Regions from separate parts of the Ctenopharyngodon idella genome. Here region 2 is linked to region 1. A link is a contact called in public Hi-C data. All regions are on one chromosome and are shown on one strand. Each heading gives the region's core, a stretch centred on a gene start, on an enhancer-like site or on the middle of the called end of the contact. The rest is flanking DNA. Distances are from core to core; before and after follow the strand shown. Region 1 holds the start of synpo2la (synaptopodin 2-like a). Region 2 holds the start of ldb3a (LIM domain binding 3a).

What was found. Hi-C and Micro-C count contacts between places; a contact is called where the count stands out from the background.
Region 2: a Hi-C map of muscle shows a contact between it and region 1, with 2.0 times the contacts expected there. The contact joins the promoter of ldb3a here to the promoter of synpo2la in region 1. A contact is called at or near these places in 2 of 2 Hi-C or Micro-C datasets (both in muscle).

Annotation. Positions count from the first base shown.
Region 1 is chr13:7,830,982-7,835,761 of HZGC01, reverse strand. It overlaps synpo2la (synaptopodin 2-like a), which reads right to left and starts at 2,336. Exons shown (of 4, transcript XM_051918106.1): 1 at 1,997-2,336. The coding sequence starts at 2,098.
Region 2 is chr13:8,004,512-8,009,291 of HZGC01, reverse strand. ldb3a (LIM domain binding 3a) reads right to left here and starts at 2,087. Exons shown (of 15, transcript XM_051916161.1): 1 at 1,948-2,087. It overlaps opn4a (opsin 4a (melanopsin)), which reads right to left. Exons shown (of 11, transcript XM_051916171.1): 11 at 4,530-4,780.

The sequences.
Region 1 (4,780 bases), core at 1,087-3,586:
TAACAGACACTGCCCATGTGCGAGTGTTAGTGTTGTTTCTCAATTGGACCTTGCAATGCCATTGCTCAAACCCCTGTCCTGTCTGTCATCTTACTCAGCACAGGAAGATAGGCTCTGATTTCAGTGATTTTGTTCACAGTGTTCCACATCTTACTGAAGCTGCAATAATCAGTCTATACATACTTAAATTTATACTATAAATATGGACAGTGTGATGTGTTAATGACAATATACTTTACTGTTAAAGCTAGGGTAGGCAATGTTTTTCATAAACACTCTTCATATCCTGAAAACAATCTATAATAGAAGTGGTCTAAATATTGAAGAAAGGAACATATATCTAAAGTGGAAGTCTCAGAACCAAACAATGTTTGTCTGAATATTTGGTCCGAATGCAATGATAGGATGTCCTACCTGCCTGTCAAACATATGTGTTTGCATACCTCCGAGCACAAGATATATCTCGATATATATTAGAAATTGCAACCTATCACATTCTACTTAGAGCTGCTCATGTCCTAGGACTTATGCTTTTCTATGGCAACACTATCAATGCCAAAATCAATCTGCAGCAGTCAGGTGGTATAAGTCAGAGCTCTTTAAGTTGTTTACATTCATTATTATTGTAATGTTATGTGCTTTGAGACATGAGGTAATTTAATGCCGTCTCTCGTGAAGCTTTGCAGACTCTGCTCTGGCTGTGCATGTTCATGTGTTTTGGAGGAGACGTGGCTTTGGAGAGCGCTCTGAAGGGAGGGTGGGATCTTATGCTTTCAAAGCTAGCTTGCTATTGCTAGCCTCTCCGAAATTGCCTACCTTAGCCTTAACTGAATATTTTATAGTATGTGTACTCCTTTGGACTTTGATTGTGAAAAGAAACAGATTAAAGCAACATGGCGTATGGGTCAGTGATCTGGTTTTCTATTTCTGATTCTAATCCTGTACTTGGTTGCCTGTGGTTTTTGAGATACAGCTGCAGAGGTTACAGGTTCAGGGCCTAGTGGTGAACTGGGATCTGGCAACTGCCCTGTTAGTAAACGGCATCTTGTTCTGGGGGAGTGTCCATACCATTAGTTTAATCTAATTGCCTTTTGATGACAAGCATCCAGCTACCAATAAAAAAAACCCAATACTCCTCATGACAGCCAGTATTAATGGATACATCAAACTACCCTGATCAGATAACATTATTATACAGATAGATAGAAAATAGTACAATTACAAAAATCAATGATAACAACATCACCATCAATTAGTATAACTCCTTTATCATTACTTGGTAAATACATTATATGCAGGACATTGTATCCTGTATAAAGAAAACAAAGTCTGATGTATTTGGGAGAAAGTAGACTGATTTATTTGAGAGATGACAAGCATAGTGTGGCATGGGACCAAACTAGATTTAATTAGGGCAAATGTTATTAAATATGACCTGAATCCTCAAAGGCTGAGGACAGTCATGAACTAAAACAGTGTGTAGTACAAAGTTCAACATCCCTAATTTATATTATATTCACTAACATCTGCTATCTGCTAAATAACAGCAGAAATCAACATCACATGATTGATACATGTACTATAGTAACACTTAACACAGCTTCTCATGAACTACTAGTCATAAATTACATATCAAATATTTCAGCTAATTATCATTCAAGTTTGGCTTGTTACTGGTAATCTACCCTTGAATTGTTACTATTACTATTAATGTACAGTTTGTGCTCAAAATGTTAAGGGGGTTGTCTGCAGTTCAGATGGTATTTGAAAGTTCACAGCTCTATGAATCTGCTTTTTTGGTAAAGGATCAGTTCCACACCTCACTCAGAGTGCAGGGGCCTGTGCTTCTGGTATCTATTACATCTTAAGGCTGCTTTAAACATCTTAAGTTTCCTTAGAACTGAAGAATTGTAGGCAGACATACCATTAAAAGTCTTAAAGTGATGACTTAAAGTTTTAAGTTTATTTTATTCTGACGTGTTTCCAGCAGTCATACCTTGGCGACCTGCAGAGGCTTCTGCTGCTCGATTCCTCCCTGTAGTCGGAAGCCCCATGGTGCTCCTCCGGATAGGGTGATGATAACCTCCTCAGCCACCATGGTGCGGTCTGTGCCCTCAGTACGCACGGTCCATGTTATTACAGGGCCCCCTCAGAGAAGACGACTACTACTGCAAGTATATGTCCTGGGGTTCCTTGTAGTTGCCCACCTGAGTTGAGTCTCTCACACAAATACACACTTGAGCACACACAGATCCCCTCCCACACCCTGAGCTAGATGCTGGTGATAGGGGCGCAGTCATAAAGGAAGTTAAAATAGAGAGGGAAAGAGAAGAGATACCCACCGTCTCCCTATGAAGTGGAATCTTGTGTTGGATGAAGGTAGGAACTAGTTTATCACAGCTGTGCTGTCACTCAAAGAGCTGGCTTGAAAGGAGGGGGGCGTACATTGCTGATTTAAAAATAGCCCTTTGCTTCTCTTGCTAAGCGGGCAAGCTTTTTAATGACTTCAGAATTGCAACAAGTTACAAGTTAATTTGAGTCTGAAATTGAAAGAAATTACTTGTGTGCAAACTGTTATTGAAAAATTCTTCTTTTCTATAAAGCGTGGTCAAGGAATTAGACTACTGTCAGTTGAGGAGTTCCAGTGTGGTTATTCTTTTCTAGTTGTTATATTATAACATCAGGACCTTCCAATAGTGTGGCATGGATCACAGAGCTAGTTTGTTTTATCATTGATTCTGTACAGATACTGACAGCAGACCTGTTTTCTTGGCATCCGAACTGGGACACTTGTCCAATCAATCTTTCTTTAGACAAGCACACACATGCCTGACCTCAGTGGGAAATTAAAAGAGACTTAGTGACAATTTATTTCCACATACAGGAGTTAGACTTTGATCACTATACCTTTAAGACATAAAAGATATTTTATTGCATTACCAAATGTTCAAAAGTCTGGGGTTAATAAGTTTTTTTTTTTTTAAAGAAATTAATACTTTTATTTAGCACGGATGCATTAAATTGAACAAAAGTGACAGTAAAGACTTTTACAATAAAGATTTCAATTACAAATGTCTGTACTTTCTATTCATCAAATAATCCTGAAAAAAAAAAGTTTCCTCAAAAATATTAAGCAGCACATCTGTTTTCAACACTGATAATAATAAGAAGAAATGTTCAATGAGCAGCAAATCAGCATATTAGAATGATTTCTGGAGGGATCATGTGACACTGAAGACTGGAGTAATGATGCTGAAAATTCAGCTGTGTCATCACAAGAATAAATGACATGTTAAAATATATTCAAATAGAAAACTTTTATGGTCTCTTTCAGGTTTTTAGAAACAGTACATGGAATGTTACTACAGCAATGTGCCGGTTAATACAACATAACATACACACAAAGAAAGATGAAATAACACACCACTTTTTTTTCTTTCAATTTTGATCATCTTCTTATTTGTATTTGACCCCATGGACCCATAACACATTTTAACTTAATACAAAAAAAAAGAAGAAAAAAAAAAAAGTTAAAAACGCTGTAAGCGATGTTAGTTCCAGAAGTTCCACCATACTTAGCCAACTAATAACTACGACCCTTTCGTTTTAACACAACAATGGTACTTTGAAGTGATATCTTTCAGGGAGTAAAATCATTTTCTGCATAGCATTTATAGAAAATTTCTTGAATAATAGGAGGCAGATTCAGACTTGTAACCAGAAGGTTGTGGGTTCCAGTCTCATTACCAGCAGGAAAGGTAGGTGGAGGAGTGAATGAACAGCACTGTCTTCCACTCTCATTACCCACAACTGAGGTGCTCCAGCAAGGCACCTAACCCTCCCAAACACTCCCCAGGTGCCACAGTTTCTCTATATATGAAATATGAAAACTCTAAATATGAAAACTTTAGCCCAATGTGCATTTTTTAAAGCGCTGACAGGAGTCACATGATAGCTTGCATGGCTGAACAGGAATGTGTTTATTTCTAAGAACATTTTGATTATTGATGTGTACCATCACAAACTGAAAATTACATTTCATCATGGGGCATTTCTAATGAAACAGTAGGCTAATACTGAATCTGGAGATCTGGTCTTGAGTATTGTTTTTAAAACGAATTCATTGCATGGCTTAAGACTAAAGAATTTAAGATATTATAGAAAAATACATACCTGCTTCACGTTCTTGGCGCTTTTTCTTTTTCTGCTCTGGATGGATAGCTTTGTTTGGAAGCCATAGCTATACATCAAGATGTATGACATGTCATTGCCTGCTGCATTGCATGTCCGAGTCCAAAAACGGTAATTAAATAAATACAAACATTAAGTATTAAAAGGATAGTTCACCCAAAAATTATGCCATGATTTACTCACCCTCAAACCATCCTAGGTGTATATGACCAACTTCTTTCAGACGAACACAATCAGAGATATTTTTAAAAATATCCTTAGTCCTCCAAGGTTTATAATGGTTGTGAATGGGGGGCTGCATTTTGAACAAAAAAAAAAAAAAAAATGCATCCATCCATAAAACAGTAATCCGTACGGCTCCAGTGGGTTAATAAAGAAGAAGAGATGCATTTTTGTAAGAAAAATATCCATATTTAAAACTTTATAAATTCATATAAATTGCTTCCGGCGGACGACCGTACGCATACTGCGCAACTCAACTGGCGCCAAATGAGCAACCCCCTGACCTGATGTATGACGCAGGATGTAGGAGTATTGTAAGCTTAGACGCATCTCACGGTTCAAACAAATAGGGCTGTGCAACAAACTC
Region 2 (4,780 bases), core at 838-3,337, 170 kb before region 1:
ACATTGATAATAATAAGAAATGTTTTTTTTGAGTACCAAATCATAATATTAGAATGATTTCTGAAGGATCATGTGAGACTGATGACTGGAGTAATGGCTACTAAAAATTTAGTTTTGCCATCACAAAATGAATAAATTACATTTTAAAATATATTAAAACAGAAAACGGTTATTTTGAATTGTAAAAATATTTGACATATTACTGATTTTACTGTATTTTTAATCATATAAATGCAGCCTTGGTGAGCAGAAGAGATTTTCAAAAACATTAAAAAAATCTTACCGACCCCAGAACTTTGAACAGTAGTGTAACTTCATTAATACAATAACTTTAGATGCAATAAATCACTCTAAAGTCATACTAACTTTTAAAACATTGTAGTTATTAAGGTAGGAGGTAATTTTCTCTTATTCTTAATTTCTTTATTGCAAACGAACCTTGAATGGCATCTGAGAGAATGTTATCCCAAACATCCAGAGGCATCTGGAGGTTTTTTTATGAGCAGCTTTAGACAATGAACAAGTGGCAGTGAGAAACGCCTGATATGCTCTTATTGCTCTCAGAGAACCAAGATAAGAGGACCTCTCGTGCACCAGCACTCTCTCCTGCCATCACAAGGTCCGCACTGAGACATCAGAGAGAAGATAACCACTGAGGACCTGCCTGTTCGCCCTGCCTAATTTGGGAGACCTCTAGTTAGCAGCTAAGTTTAGCCCTCTTTGTCAGTGGAAGAATTTGAAGTAATACTGTACATGAATGTTCAACAATCAGGCCTTCATAGGCAGCATTTCAGAGAACAAGCTTGCAAATCCTGGACAGTGTGTGACATTACTCTGATATAGTGCTTGTCATTATAATGCCTTGACAAAGACAATACTATTTACTGTAAAAACATGCACTAGGGTTTTTAGGACTTTTTGATTCAATTTGCTTTTCTGATTCAATCTTTTCTAACCAGAGCTATGGTTTTCCCATAACGGATGTTTAAATGGGCCAAAATTACATTAAAAATTGGTGAGTGTAGAAACTGCTAACTCTTCAGAGAACAAACTTTCAAAGAGCTTTAGTCTATCTGTCTATCTACAGTATCTTTCTTATCTATTTTTCTGTGCGTCTGTCTTCTTTCTTTCTTATCTGTCTGTATCTCTAAATGTATATATACACACACTTATAAATTATGTTTGTATCACATATTAATTTTTTGCTCATGAGCAATTTTAATATATCCCACATTATTAGCTGGGTTCCATTTGTTCTGTACATGATCAGCACAACCAACATTATTCCAAACAAAAACACAATGCAACAGGATATTGTAATAATTGATTATTTGGTCAATTGTCTGCATAAACAGTCTTTATGTAATGTCCCTCATGTCTATTTAGTGTCTGTAACAATTACTGTATTGTTAAAAAAAGTTTCTATTATAAATACTTACTGTTTACACTAAGGTTTCCCAAGAAAATATTGACCTTCCAAGAAAAAAAAAAAAAAAAAATACTTGCCACCTGAAGATATGTCACAATACACAAAATTGTAACCTATACTTACGTGTAGCTACTATAACCATATATTATGGATATCACTAGATTTTTGACCAGATAGAAACTACACACGTCAGGCATGACAAAACACCTCAAAGAGCATGAGCATCACTGAATCATATGTTGCCAAAAGCCAATAGCCTACGAATTCAACAAATTCAAAACATTATCAGAAACGCCACTGACTACAGAATAGTATATTTTTAGACTCACATTATATTTATAGTAATATATCGGTAGGTATGATAAAAACTCATCAAGACCTAACTGAGAGCAGAGAGAGAAGAATGTTGTCACGCGACTGCAGCCACTGGGCGTCTCGAGTCCAGTGTGCAGCCTCCATTTCCATTCAACAAATCATTAAAAAACAAACAACTTTTTCCAAGTTTTGGTTCAACCTACATTGCATGATAAAAGTTGCTTTATACTAACAGCCGCGAGACTTGCAGTTTTAAGTCGCTCCGTTTCCCCCAGAGGCGAGCTCTGTCACTCATGCCTGATCCCTGGAACCCCCGGTGTACGTAAGCACAGCGCACGCAAATTGACCAATCATACTATGCTGAAGGCTTAGCTCATGAATATTAATTAAGGAATGTGGCGTTCCCCCGGTAGGTCCACCTGATTCGCCGAAATACAGACGCTGAGCTAATCACCTGGCGAATCAACGAATCATCATGTGGTGAGTATTTTGGTACATGAATATTAATTAGCTTTTGTGACGCACATGTTAGTGGGGTTACCAAGCAACGCCAGCATGATCTAATAAATATTAATTAGCCAAGTCTCTTTTACATAGTAGAGTTCGTAATTTCGCACACGGGACGGGGAGGCGGAGGACGAGGGATTTTCATTAGAGAGGAATTATTAAAGAGACAGTAGTCCCACTATTGGCCTTGTCAACTGTTTTGGAAATGAGGCACCTTAAATGAGTCTAACCCTTAAGGCTCAAAACCCTTCAGACATTCTGTGGGGCCCTATATTTAATTTACTAAAAACGTAATTATCAGCCACTATTTATGTATTTTGAATATTTAAATTATGTGTTTCCACTGTTTTAGTTAACCTAAAAAAAAACAACAACACCTTAAACCAGCCTAAGCTGGTTTGCTGGTATTAGATAGTTTAAGCTCGTCTAGCTGGTCTCCCAGCCAAATTGGTTCTCTACTGGTTTAGCTGGTCCGCCAACCTGTTGAAAGGCCTGTTGACTAGGCTGGAGACTAGTTAAACACTCTTAGTCTAAATTTCAGCTTCAATACTTCATCTTCTAAACTTCAGCGTGTACCATAATGTAATGTCTTTTTTTCCATGATTTTGATAGCTTCTGTTGTTGTTTATTTTGCAATAATCATTTTTTTTTTCTCAAGCTGAGAACTGGAACATAACGGCAAGCTAAATGTAATGAATTAATGTTATTTATAACATCCGCAGATGTACAAGTGGCATGGTTTAGAGGTTTGAGGATAACGATGGACCCCAGAGGACACGCCAGTCACAGTGGCTGAATGAACGACTGCTGTTAGTGACACACTTGAGGGGGTTTTCCATGCCACATCAGGTTATGATGCAGATCCTGCCTCCCTAGAGAGCACATAAACCAGTAACTGCTTGGGGTAAGACTCAAAATATATAGTTATAAAACTATATATATATATATTTACTTTTCCAACCCATTTACATGAAGGACTATTGGGCAGAGGTGTGCAAACATTTCTTGCTGTAATGTTTAATGTCATATGTATTTTTTTAAGAACCACCTCTGAATTGGCAAATGGCACGTTGCCCACAGGAGGGCATTGCCTGAAAGAGCAGATGGTGCATTGTGTAAGAGCATTTTAACCACGTATCAGAGTGCACAGACATGATTACATGCATTATGAATGATCCAGGGTACCTTTGAGAGAAGAAATGATTAAAATGTCTCATACAACAGCAAATTTTATGCTCAATATTTCTGAGCCTTTACTAAACTGAATTCTAGAGTTTATACAGCCATTCAAAAGTTTGGGCCCAGTAAAATTAGTTAATGTTTTTTAATTAAGGTGTTAAAGTGCACTGAAACGTTTGCTCCCTAAAAAGTCCCACAATGCACCGTGACAACCAGGGAGCATCAATGCACTCTATAAGTGCTTCTCAAATGGAAGGCTGCATCCAAGTAAGGGTGCATATCTCAGCACCCATGTCATCAAGTGCTGCCGAAGTGCCTCAATTTAAAGGATCCTTAGAAGGCAGTTTTCATCCTTCTTTCAACTCATTTTGAAGGATGCACCAAGTGTAGCTTTCACGTCTTTCAATAACCCACAATCCTTTGTGCACATTCCACAAGGTGGACTCATACAGTTCAGCATGTGTTTATCCTTTGGGTCGATGCAGCATACAATCAACTCACTGCTGGCAGAACCATAGCAAGAAAATAATAGGCCTACTAGTAAAAGTCTGCATCCCTCCCTATTCATTGTGTTCCTGTAAGAGTAGGCCTTGTGTCATGTGAAAGCCCACTCATTCTTAGAAGCAACTTTTGCTATGATCCCCTAAATGCAAATGAAAAAACCTGAGAGTTATGGTTGAGAAAACTGATATCCACAGATGCTGTCAGTAATGATTTGGACGAGGACAGCACTGTCTAAAGGCTAGAGAAACATCTCTATAAATAGACCCAGCTATTCTTTTAAGTTCAGTTATGTCACTCGACACAGTAAATATAATTTTTCAAAGGAAAAATTACAATACTTGCAAATTTTATTATGAAAGAACTTGCTCCACACTGTAAAAATTATTTTCGTCAAATCAACTTCGATAATTAATGCGGTTCAGATAACATAATATTTTGTGTTTCTATTGATTAAAACAATCACCTTCATTGTATTAACTCAAATTTTTAATTTCAATGAACTCAAAATTTTAAGGCAACCAGGTAACTTACTTAAGTTAAAACAACAATTCTTTTTTACAGTGCACTACATATTTTATAGAAAAAGGAAACAATGTGTAGAACTGCAGTTTTATTTAAAAAATAAATAAATAGGAGCAACCACATATAAGAGCGTTACAAAGATACAATAAAGTTCTCCTTGGTGTCAGATACATATATATACGGTGTCTTTCATTTAAATGGATACACATTAACAAATATAAACTTGGATTCAATCTGAGACATACAATATAACAATATAAACAGTCCAGACTGTAGTCATCTGGACAAATAAATGATTCCTTTACATTAACAAATAAACCACTC